Linked DNA regions of Mus musculus: regions 1 and 3 are each linked to region 2. A link is a contact called in public Hi-C and promoter capture Hi-C data. All regions are on one chromosome and are shown on one strand. The core of a region is the stretch at or near the end of the contact, and the rest is flanking DNA. Distances in the headings are between cores, read along the strand shown.

Evidence for each region. Promoter capture Hi-C pulls out the DNA fragments that hold promoters and counts their contacts. Hi-C and Micro-C count contacts between places; a contact is called where the count stands out from the background.
Region 1: a contact with region 2 is called in a Hi-C map of bone marrow-derived macrophages, with 22 read pairs. The contact joins the promoter of Dnah2 here to the promoter of Alox8 in region 2. A contact is called at or near these places in 17 of 39 promoter capture datasets (the 3T3-L1 cell line, cranial neural crest, embryonic stem cells and 11 more), 1 of 15 datasets of contacts at CTCF or cohesin (large pre-B cells), 3 of 484 Hi-C or Micro-C datasets (bone marrow-derived macrophages, group 2 innate lymphoid cells and uterus), 4 of 115 datasets of contacts at active chromatin or transcription factors (bone marrow-derived macrophages, embryonic basal ganglia, embryonic forebrain and 1 more) and 3 of 9 other capture datasets (adipose tissue, macrophages and pancreatic islet).
Region 3: a promoter capture Hi-C map of embryonic stem cells shows a contact between it and region 2. The contact joins the enhancer-like site here to the promoter of Alox8 in region 2. A contact is called at or near these places in 14 of 39 promoter capture datasets (the C10 cell line, the HPC-7 cell line, cranial neural crest and 9 more), 6 of 484 Hi-C or Micro-C datasets (bone marrow-derived macrophages, cortical glia, group 2 innate lymphoid cells and 2 more), 4 of 115 datasets of contacts at active chromatin or transcription factors (T-cell acute lymphoblastic leukemia, embryonic basal ganglia and embryonic stem cells) and 5 of 9 other capture datasets (adipose tissue, embryonic stem cells, liver and 2 more).

Annotation. Positions count from the first base shown.
Region 1 is chr11:69,547,783-69,550,482 of GRCm38.p6, forward strand. It overlaps Dnah2 (dynein, axonemal, heavy chain 2), which reads right to left and starts at 1,326. Exons shown (of 86, transcript NM_001081330.1): 1 at 1,210-1,326.
Region 2 is chr11:69,196,584-69,199,283 of GRCm38.p6, forward strand. It overlaps Alox8 (arachidonate 8-lipoxygenase), which reads right to left and starts at 1,260. Exons shown (of 14, transcript NM_009661.4): 1 at 1,080-1,260; 2 at 770-992; 3 at 442-523. The coding sequence starts at 1,226.
Region 3 is chr11:69,468,094-69,470,793 of GRCm38.p6, forward strand. All of the region lies in intron 39 of Dnah2 (dynein, axonemal, heavy chain 2), which reads right to left. Among named protein-coding and RNA genes, the nearest start is that of Kdm6b, 53 kb to the left of the region's middle. Within about 2 kb of position 1,383, at least 16 of the 459 cell types and tissues checked have an H3K27ac peak or open chromatin away from gene starts, as enhancers often do. A contact at or near this core is called in embryonic stem cells, where this site is marked.

The DNA of each region.
Region 1 (2,700 bases), core at 76-2,575, 350 kb after region 2:
CTGGAATTATGGGGGTGTGCTGCCACATCTAGCTGCCGCCATTATCCTGAAGATGAGTTTCTGAGCTCTGATTTGTGTGGTCTTTGGCCCAGCCCAGACTCCTGTTGCTGAGAGAGCAGGGACTGAAGGAAAGAGGCTGCGCCACACCCTAAAACCAACAGCTGCACAGTACACGGGGCTGGGATGGAACTCATAGGTAATCTTCCAGCCAGATGGTAAAGAGGGGTGATGTGACTGGTCAGAATCCCGAGGGAAAAGTCCCAAAGGACTGAAAATTTGTGGGGAGGCTTGGGATGGGGATCCTCAAGGGCAGGTTCATAAATCCCTCAGGGAAAGGAACTTTGCATAGACCCTTTTTCTCTTCTGACTCCCCTCTCAACGGTGGCTGTGCCTAGGGATCCCAGCCCCCCACATTATGCTAAATAGGTAATCAAACATCTTGCTTTGCTAATTACTGCTCAATCCGATTAAACGCCGCTGAAGCTCATCAGCAGAGGTGGAGGTAAAGGGAGGGGGGGGGCGCAGCCACAGCTGTGATGGGATGCTTGTCCCTAGGGGCTGTAGGGGACAGCTGAGAAACAACCAGAGTAGCAAGTCTAAGCACATCCCAAAGGAAAGGGACTGAGCAGTTGTACCCTGAGATCGGTCCCTTAGCCTGGGCCACCTCAACTATAGGCGTTTCTCTCCTCCCAGAGCCTTATCACCCTCAGAACCCAGGCACCCGGCCATTCCCACAGTCACCCACACACACCCCTGTCCCAGATTTAATAAGGTCTGTTCTCCCACTGTCAATATTTGATTTCTCAGAGCCATCTCCACGGAGAAGAGGGGCCTCGGTCCTTCTTCCCCCCTACCTTGGTCCTTTTGGGCCCAGTCCTAGTCCCTTTGTGCTCCCAACCTTCTCTGAACTTACTGACTTAATGAAATGATATTAAAGTCTTAAGCAACTCCAAGAAGAATGGTTGCTATGGTAAAGGGAGTGGGCAGGACGCCTGGGTCCCTGAGGGGTGTAAGGGCTGAGAGGGAGAGGGAGCCAGAAGCTAAGACCTAGAAGTCACAGCCCCCTACCCCCACCCTCCAACCCCCGTGGGTAATAGCAAACTTTGGATGAGGTGGGTGCCATACCTCTAGATCTTCGTGAGAAGCAGGGAATAAGGTGGGTGCTAGGAGAAGCTGGAAGGACAGATGTTCAAGGGGTCAGGGTCTTACCCGCCACTGGCTGACCTGAGTATCCATTAGGAGAGAGGGATCAGTGTGGGAGACGGGGCCTCTGTGCCAGCAACCGCCCTGCTGACCCTGCCCTGGACCAGTTCCGTGAGAACCAGAGTGGATTCTTCAACAACCCTGACTCATCTCTCTGCCCCCTTTCCCCACCAGCAGCCCCCCCACAGGTGATTTGTAGCTGAGGCCACCCCCCTCCAGTGGCATGAGCCAGGAAAGAGTCATTCCATGACAAGAAGAACTGAGGGCTTCCAAAGAGAACTCGGGCCAATGGGTGGAAACCGAAGCCCCACCCCGGCTCCCCACATCCATCCCCTTCTCACTCCCCTGGGGACCCTGGCCCAGCCCCAGTCCCCTTGGGGTGGTGGGAATGCAGGGACATTTGGCTGTGGCTGATTGATGAGGGAGGAGGAAGCCCGTGCGCACGAAGGCTGCTGTTTGCTGAGCACACAGATTCCTCCCCACTCACCAGCTGCTGCCCCCTGAGGCTGCTCGTGGGCACCCCCACCCCACCAGTCAGTGCCACTGGGGGAGCTGATGCCTAAGTTCCTGATAGAGAACCAGGAAACGGACTGCTTCAATTCCCTCATGAGAATCACAGCTGCCTCGAACCTGGTTGTTTTGAACTCCCTCCGGACACCTGCCCTGCCACATACGTGACTCTTGTACTCAGTAGTGGCCATTCATTCTGTGTCTTTCTTTCTTGCCCTACTTATCACCCCAAGTCCAGGCAAGCCAGTACCCTGCCTCCGAACCACCCCACATCTCTTTCCCCCGCCTGCCTGCAGACCTTGAACATCTTCCTGGGAAGGGGGAGACCCGAGTCTGTGGGTGCCCACTTTCCCGTTAGGAAGAAGCCCCACATTTCATTCTAACTTAAATCTCAGTTTGCAACATCAAACATTATCCACCAGATATTTTTATTGCAGTCTTGTGTGTTGGCTCAGCGAGTTAAGGCACCTGCTGCAAAGCCTGAGAAGCAATGTTCCATCCTGTGGAGCCACGCGGTAGAACAGACCCTGGCAACTTGGCCCCTGCCCTCTATGCGCATGCCACGGCCTGCACAAACGCTCCCTACCACACGCACATAAACACACATTTAAAAAAAAAGAAAGAAAGAAAGAAAGAAATTTCTACTGCAACTCCTTACCCCTTCTCCTATCGCTAACACTCCCCAACACAGACCATACTCTGAACAGGTGAAAGTTGTATCTCTTAAACTGCAAAGGCTAGCCAAGCCTGTGCTTCTGCAGCTCCGCCCCCAGGATGGCCAAGCTCCACCGACCTTCCTTCCACAGTTGGGAAGGGCAGCTTAGGCATCTGGGTCCCTAGCCTACTTGTTTCCCTTAGTTCTGCTCTGCTCGCCCTCGCTGGATGTGTTTCATTGTGTTGTGTATTTGAAATAGGGTTTCGCTTCATAGGTTACACTGGCCTCAAACTCACAAGCCTCTGCCCTCAACACCTCACAAGTGCTGGGAT
Region 2 (2,700 bases), core at 10-2,509:
CTCTTTATGTTGAGCTGATAAGATGGAAAGCATCCCTGTCTGAGAGTTTCTGTACTGTCTAGGAATGGCTTTGAAGGTCACCCTTAATTGCTGGGAGTTCTGCCTGTATTTACGGGAGAAAGCAACAACCCCACCAGTGAGAGAAAAGAGAAACGGAAGCAATAACAACCACAGAGAGAGATGGAGAAGGCATAAGCCACAGGACAGGGTTGTTAGAGCAGTGGGTTTCAACCTTCAGTGGGTGCCAGCGTCACCAGAAAGGCTTGGAAAGAAGCCAGTCTCTCTGCTCAATCACATTCAGAGTCAGAGCTCCTGCGAATCTGCTTTTCTCTCAGTTGCCCAGTAATGCCAACACTACTGTGTCTGGGATTAGTCCTTGATTTGGCTCCTTCCCATCCCATAAGTGAGTCCTCCTGCAGGGGTCACTATCTCCCTCCTCACCTGTACATCTTCTGCCTGGACTCAAGCTCCTTCTGGCGCTGATCCTGCAGTGTAGGGTGATGGTCTTGCCAGGACACCTTTGCTGCGGGTGAGGGCGTGGATGGAAAGGATCCTCTCTTGATCTCTGGCTTCAGACTTTCTCCCTCCTACTGCTGTCAACCCACCAGTCCCCTCACCCCGGGTACACTTCTTCCACTGCAAGCTGATTGCCACCACCTCCTGCTTCTGCCAGTCCCCTCCTTCCTCCTCTGCCCTTTCCTGGTTTCCACTCCCCAAGCTTAGCCTGCGACACACTGCTGCGTGCCTCCCGCAGCCCCAGTCCCCTCACCTGCTCCCTCTCTCAGCACCAGCTCCCCCGCCCCTTCCAGCCACTGATAACAGGGGAAGTGGAGTGCAGCCCCAGGTAGCCACTCCAGCTCGAACCAGCGGCAGAACCAGGCATCAGAACGGAAAGACATAAGCGGGAGGGACACTTCCGGGGGTGCTTTGTGGACTCGCAGCATCAGCACAGTGCCTACGTCCTGGGGAAGCGTCACCTCGAAGTCTTCTTCCTAGGAGGGGTTGTTTAGTATGCTGAGGATGGTCCCCCTGGGCTGCCTTCCTCCACAGTCGCCATTGCCTGCTCCCCAAAAACTCACAGCACCGGCGCTGAACTCCTTGCCCAGATGGTCCAGAGGTACTAAGGGGCTCTCTCCGTGGGTTCCCACGATGCTGACAGACACTTTGTCCCATGTGCCAGCCCCACAGGCTTCCCCCGTGGATACTCTCACCCTGCATTTCGCCATCCTCCTGACCAGTTTAGCTCTCTACTGCAAGCTGGACTACCTGGCAGGGTGATTTAACCTCAGCGATGCCCCGCCCATCAGACCAGGTTAAGGGGAAATGTGTTCGCTACCCACTGAATTCCCCTTCAGCTTCCTTGCCATCAGGAAGAGCCTTAGAATTTAGGACAAGTAGTAGGTGGGTTGACACACTGAAACCTGGAGTCACAATGGGTGGCGCTGAGACAGGAAGTGGACTGAAGTCCACAGGGTGAGTTCCAGACCCAACTGGAATGTGGGGTACAAGTGTAAAATTTATTTACATGCTGTCTTAGCTTTAAATGTGAGTGAGGGTCCACTTCCCCATTCCTTTAACTCTTCCCACGCCACAAGGCTGCTTTCACTTCTTTAATAACTGATTTTGAGAGCCATCACTGGCCAGGACTATTAGATGCTGCCAGTGCGGGTCCAGGCAATACTCTAGCTTTGCCTGACTGTTTACTAAGGTCAAGTGCAAGGGGGAAAAGACATTCAAATGCTCTAAGCATGTATTAGAGTTTAGAGGATAATCAATGCTGGGGAAGATGTCAGTCACTGCTGATGTGAGAGCCTGAGAAGTTTGGCTCGAGAGAAAGGCCCTCAGAGACCCAGAGGTGGTGAGAGGTGAGCCCAGGGTATGTGTTTATGGGCACCAATTATTGGACTCAGTGTGTTATTAAAAGGAGGAGGATCTGAAGTTGGGAGGGACCTGAGGGAAGGTCGGGGAGAGCTGTAGGGGGGATGGGGTAGATATAGTCAAGTACATTGTGTGCATATGTGAAATTTCAAATAAGATATCAAGAATAATACTAAATATATGTTTTCAAGTGGTATGTCTAGGTAAGCTGTTTTACTGTTGGGGAATTGTCTGTGCAAAGGCCCTGAGATCACTGGAGAAGGGAAGGCAGAGCTGGAGTGAGTGAGAGGGATGTCAGAAGGAAGACAGTGACAGAGTTTGCCCTTGAGGGAAACAACAGATTTGGGAAATCCTCTTTGCTGTGCCCATTAGACATCCAAGTATAGTGGTCCCTATGGGTGCCTACCTGGAAGTCATGGCACAGGGATGTGTGTGAGCCCTAGGCTAAGAGAAGATCGCTGGAAAAGGGCAGTGGATTCAGGCTCCAAGTTGCTAAAAAATTTGAAAGTTTTGCAAAGAGGTAGAAGCAACCAAGATTATTCAGTATGTGTGTTACATCAGCTTTCTTGTTACTATCAAAGGGTGAAACCTTCGTGTTGGCTCCTAGGTTTGATGTCCTACTCCCTGGGGACTGATGTGGGATGACCCAGAGAAGAGTTATGGTGAATATATGCTAGGCTGACCTGGTTATAGACAAAGTAGCAATGACACAGTTCTCCCCACCCCCTACCACCACATTCCCCCTCCCCCTCCCCTCCTCTTCCCTACCCCCTCTCTCTATATATATATCACACACACACACTGTTGTGTCACATCATTTCT
Region 3 (2,700 bases), core at 133-2,632, 270 kb after region 2:
AGGGCATCAGATTTTGTTACGGATGGTTGTGAGCCACCATGTGGTTGCTGGGATTTGAACTTCGGACCTTTGGAAGAGCAGTCAGTGCTCTTTAACCACTGAGCCATCTCTCCAGCCCCTTTCCTTAACTTTTTAATGTTGTATCTTTCTATAGTTTGCTTTAGGGATGGCAAGATGGTGCCGAGGCCAAGGGCATTTGCTATGCCAGCATGGTGATCTGGGGTTTTGACCCCCCCAGAGCCCATGTAAATATAAAAGGTAGCTGACCACCAAGGTCCAGCCAGCTTCAGCATAGTCTGGAAGAAAAGGCCACATCCTGCTGCTAATACTGGGCAAGATATCTGAGACACCCCTACACCTTGAATGCTGTGCTGACCAAACCAAACTCCTCAAAATCAAAATTAACCAACTCGTCCTAACACTGGGTTCTTCTCCCCCATTTATAAACTGTCATTTGCCTATGGGGCCGCATCTGTCTTCTCTCCATCCAGAGGCAGTCCATTGTCCTTCCAGAGCAACTATGCTTTCCCCCTCTCCCTTGTTCCTTTTCTCTTCTCCCTCATTCTCACCCTCATCTGTCTCTGATTCCCTGCCCTTTGTCCCTCTGGGGCAAATAAATCTCCCGTGGTGCTGAGAACTTAGTCTTGCTGCTGTGTCCTGTGCTGACTCTGGTCATTCATAGCCAACTCCACAAAGCTGCCCTCTAGCCTCCACACATGTGCTATGGCAGGCATGCCCATACACATAGATCATGCACACACACTCTTTCACATGCACACATACACACACACACACTAATAATAATAATAATAAATAAAAATGCAAAGCTTGCTTTGTCTGAAAAGGGTAGTTATCACTGTAGTCAGAATACATATGCTGAATGGGTGCCTTCAAGTTTTTGAGGCAGACTCATGGCCTTTACATGTTCAGTGTCTATATGCTCTTTATGAATCAACTATGAATCAACTCAAAGTTGTCCGTTGTGTTGTTCAAATCTTCCATGACCGTAAATTTCAGTCAGCCTGGTTTACTTACTAAGAGGTTAAAACCCGCCTCTATTCTATGGGTTTATCTATTTCTCCTGACATCTCAGCCAATTTAGCTTTAGTTCTTTTGAGTCTGCATCTTAAGTACATCCAAATTCAATCTATTTTATCTTCCTGGACAATCTGAACCTTTTTTTTTTTTTTTTTTTTTATCTTGAGGTGACTTTGTATTTCCAGTAAAGCGTTTTGCCTTGAAGGCTGTGCTGTCTGTCTGTCTGTCTTGGCTTCCCCAGCTCTCTCTGGATGCGTAGCGATCTGGCAGACCTCCTCCCCTGAGACTCCCAAGCCTTTGTCCTTCAGCTTCAGGTGTGTCTCATGTAGGAGACACTCCCGAGGATTACCGTCAGGGCGGGGACTTTTCTTCCAGATGGCGTGTTTGCCCCGAGGGCGCTAACAGATTCTGTGCCTGTTGCTTACCTGGGTTTCAAGATCCTTATCACAAAGCTAACTCCAAACTCTGCTAGTTAATTAAGAGTGTCTGAATGATGGTCACATCACTTATCAATTTCTCTGTTAGACACACTCCTGAAGCCTTTGGATTTTATTTATCAATAGAGGAAGGGTTCACGCACTGAAGAGGCTTGATAGCCTTGATCTCCTCCTACTGCCTTCTGTCTCTCTGCTCACCCTGTGACTGCCATCTTGGGCTCTCTGTTGACCAACCCCTGAAGCTTTATTTAAGCTTCTCTTGAACGAATGGTATTCCTGTGTCTGCTTCTCTGCTAACTTTTCATAGTCTGTACCTACACTTTAGTGAGGCCACATTCTCTCGGCTCATGAACATATTAGAGGCTTTTTGTTTGTTTGAAATAAGCATAATTGAAAGTGTAGCTGATCTAGCCTTCTATAAGATAGGTTGGATGAGACAGAATTTGAAGTCAGAAATTATTTACCCCTGGAATTTTGAAGGCTGCTCCATTATTAGCATACTTAACATTATTGTTGAGACACAGAACAGCCTGGTTTGTGGTTGTTTTTAGTCTCTTGCCTCTTTTTTCTTTTCCTCCTTGGAAACAGCTGAAATAGTCTTCTTGTTCAATATCTAGAATTTCCCAGGGGCAGCCTGTTAAAGGACTGTTCTAGTCCACGTTTATGTGGGATTTCCTTTAGCTGTGAGCAAGGACCTCATCCCTCCATGCTCTTCTCTGTGACTTTTGAAATTGTTTGAATGTTATCTCACCTAGATTTTCCTTTAAATCCTATCTCTTCTCCCCTTTGTCTGCCATAGTCCTTTCTTAATAGCATTTCATTAGAATTTCACTTGGATAATTCTGATCATTGTTCAGGGTGGAGTCTTGGTGGCCCAGGCTGACCTGAATGCATAGAGGGGACCGGCTATCCTCCTCACCCCCAGAGTCCCTGTGTCTGCAGAGATGCCCACCACTCCCCAGCAGAGGCCATTGATGGTTTGCTTTGTATTTCCTCTCCTTGGCCTATCTATTTCTCCACCAGGCTCTTTCTTGTTTGTTCGGGTTCTTTTGTTAGGGAACCTAGGCCCTGCAGGTAACCAAGTCCTAAGCAGATAGGTATGCAAGCCAGACAAGGACAAGCCCAGCCCCAGCACACCCCCTACACACACACACACACACACACACACACACACGCACACGCACACGCACACGCACACGCACACGCACGGTGGGGTGCAGGCTGG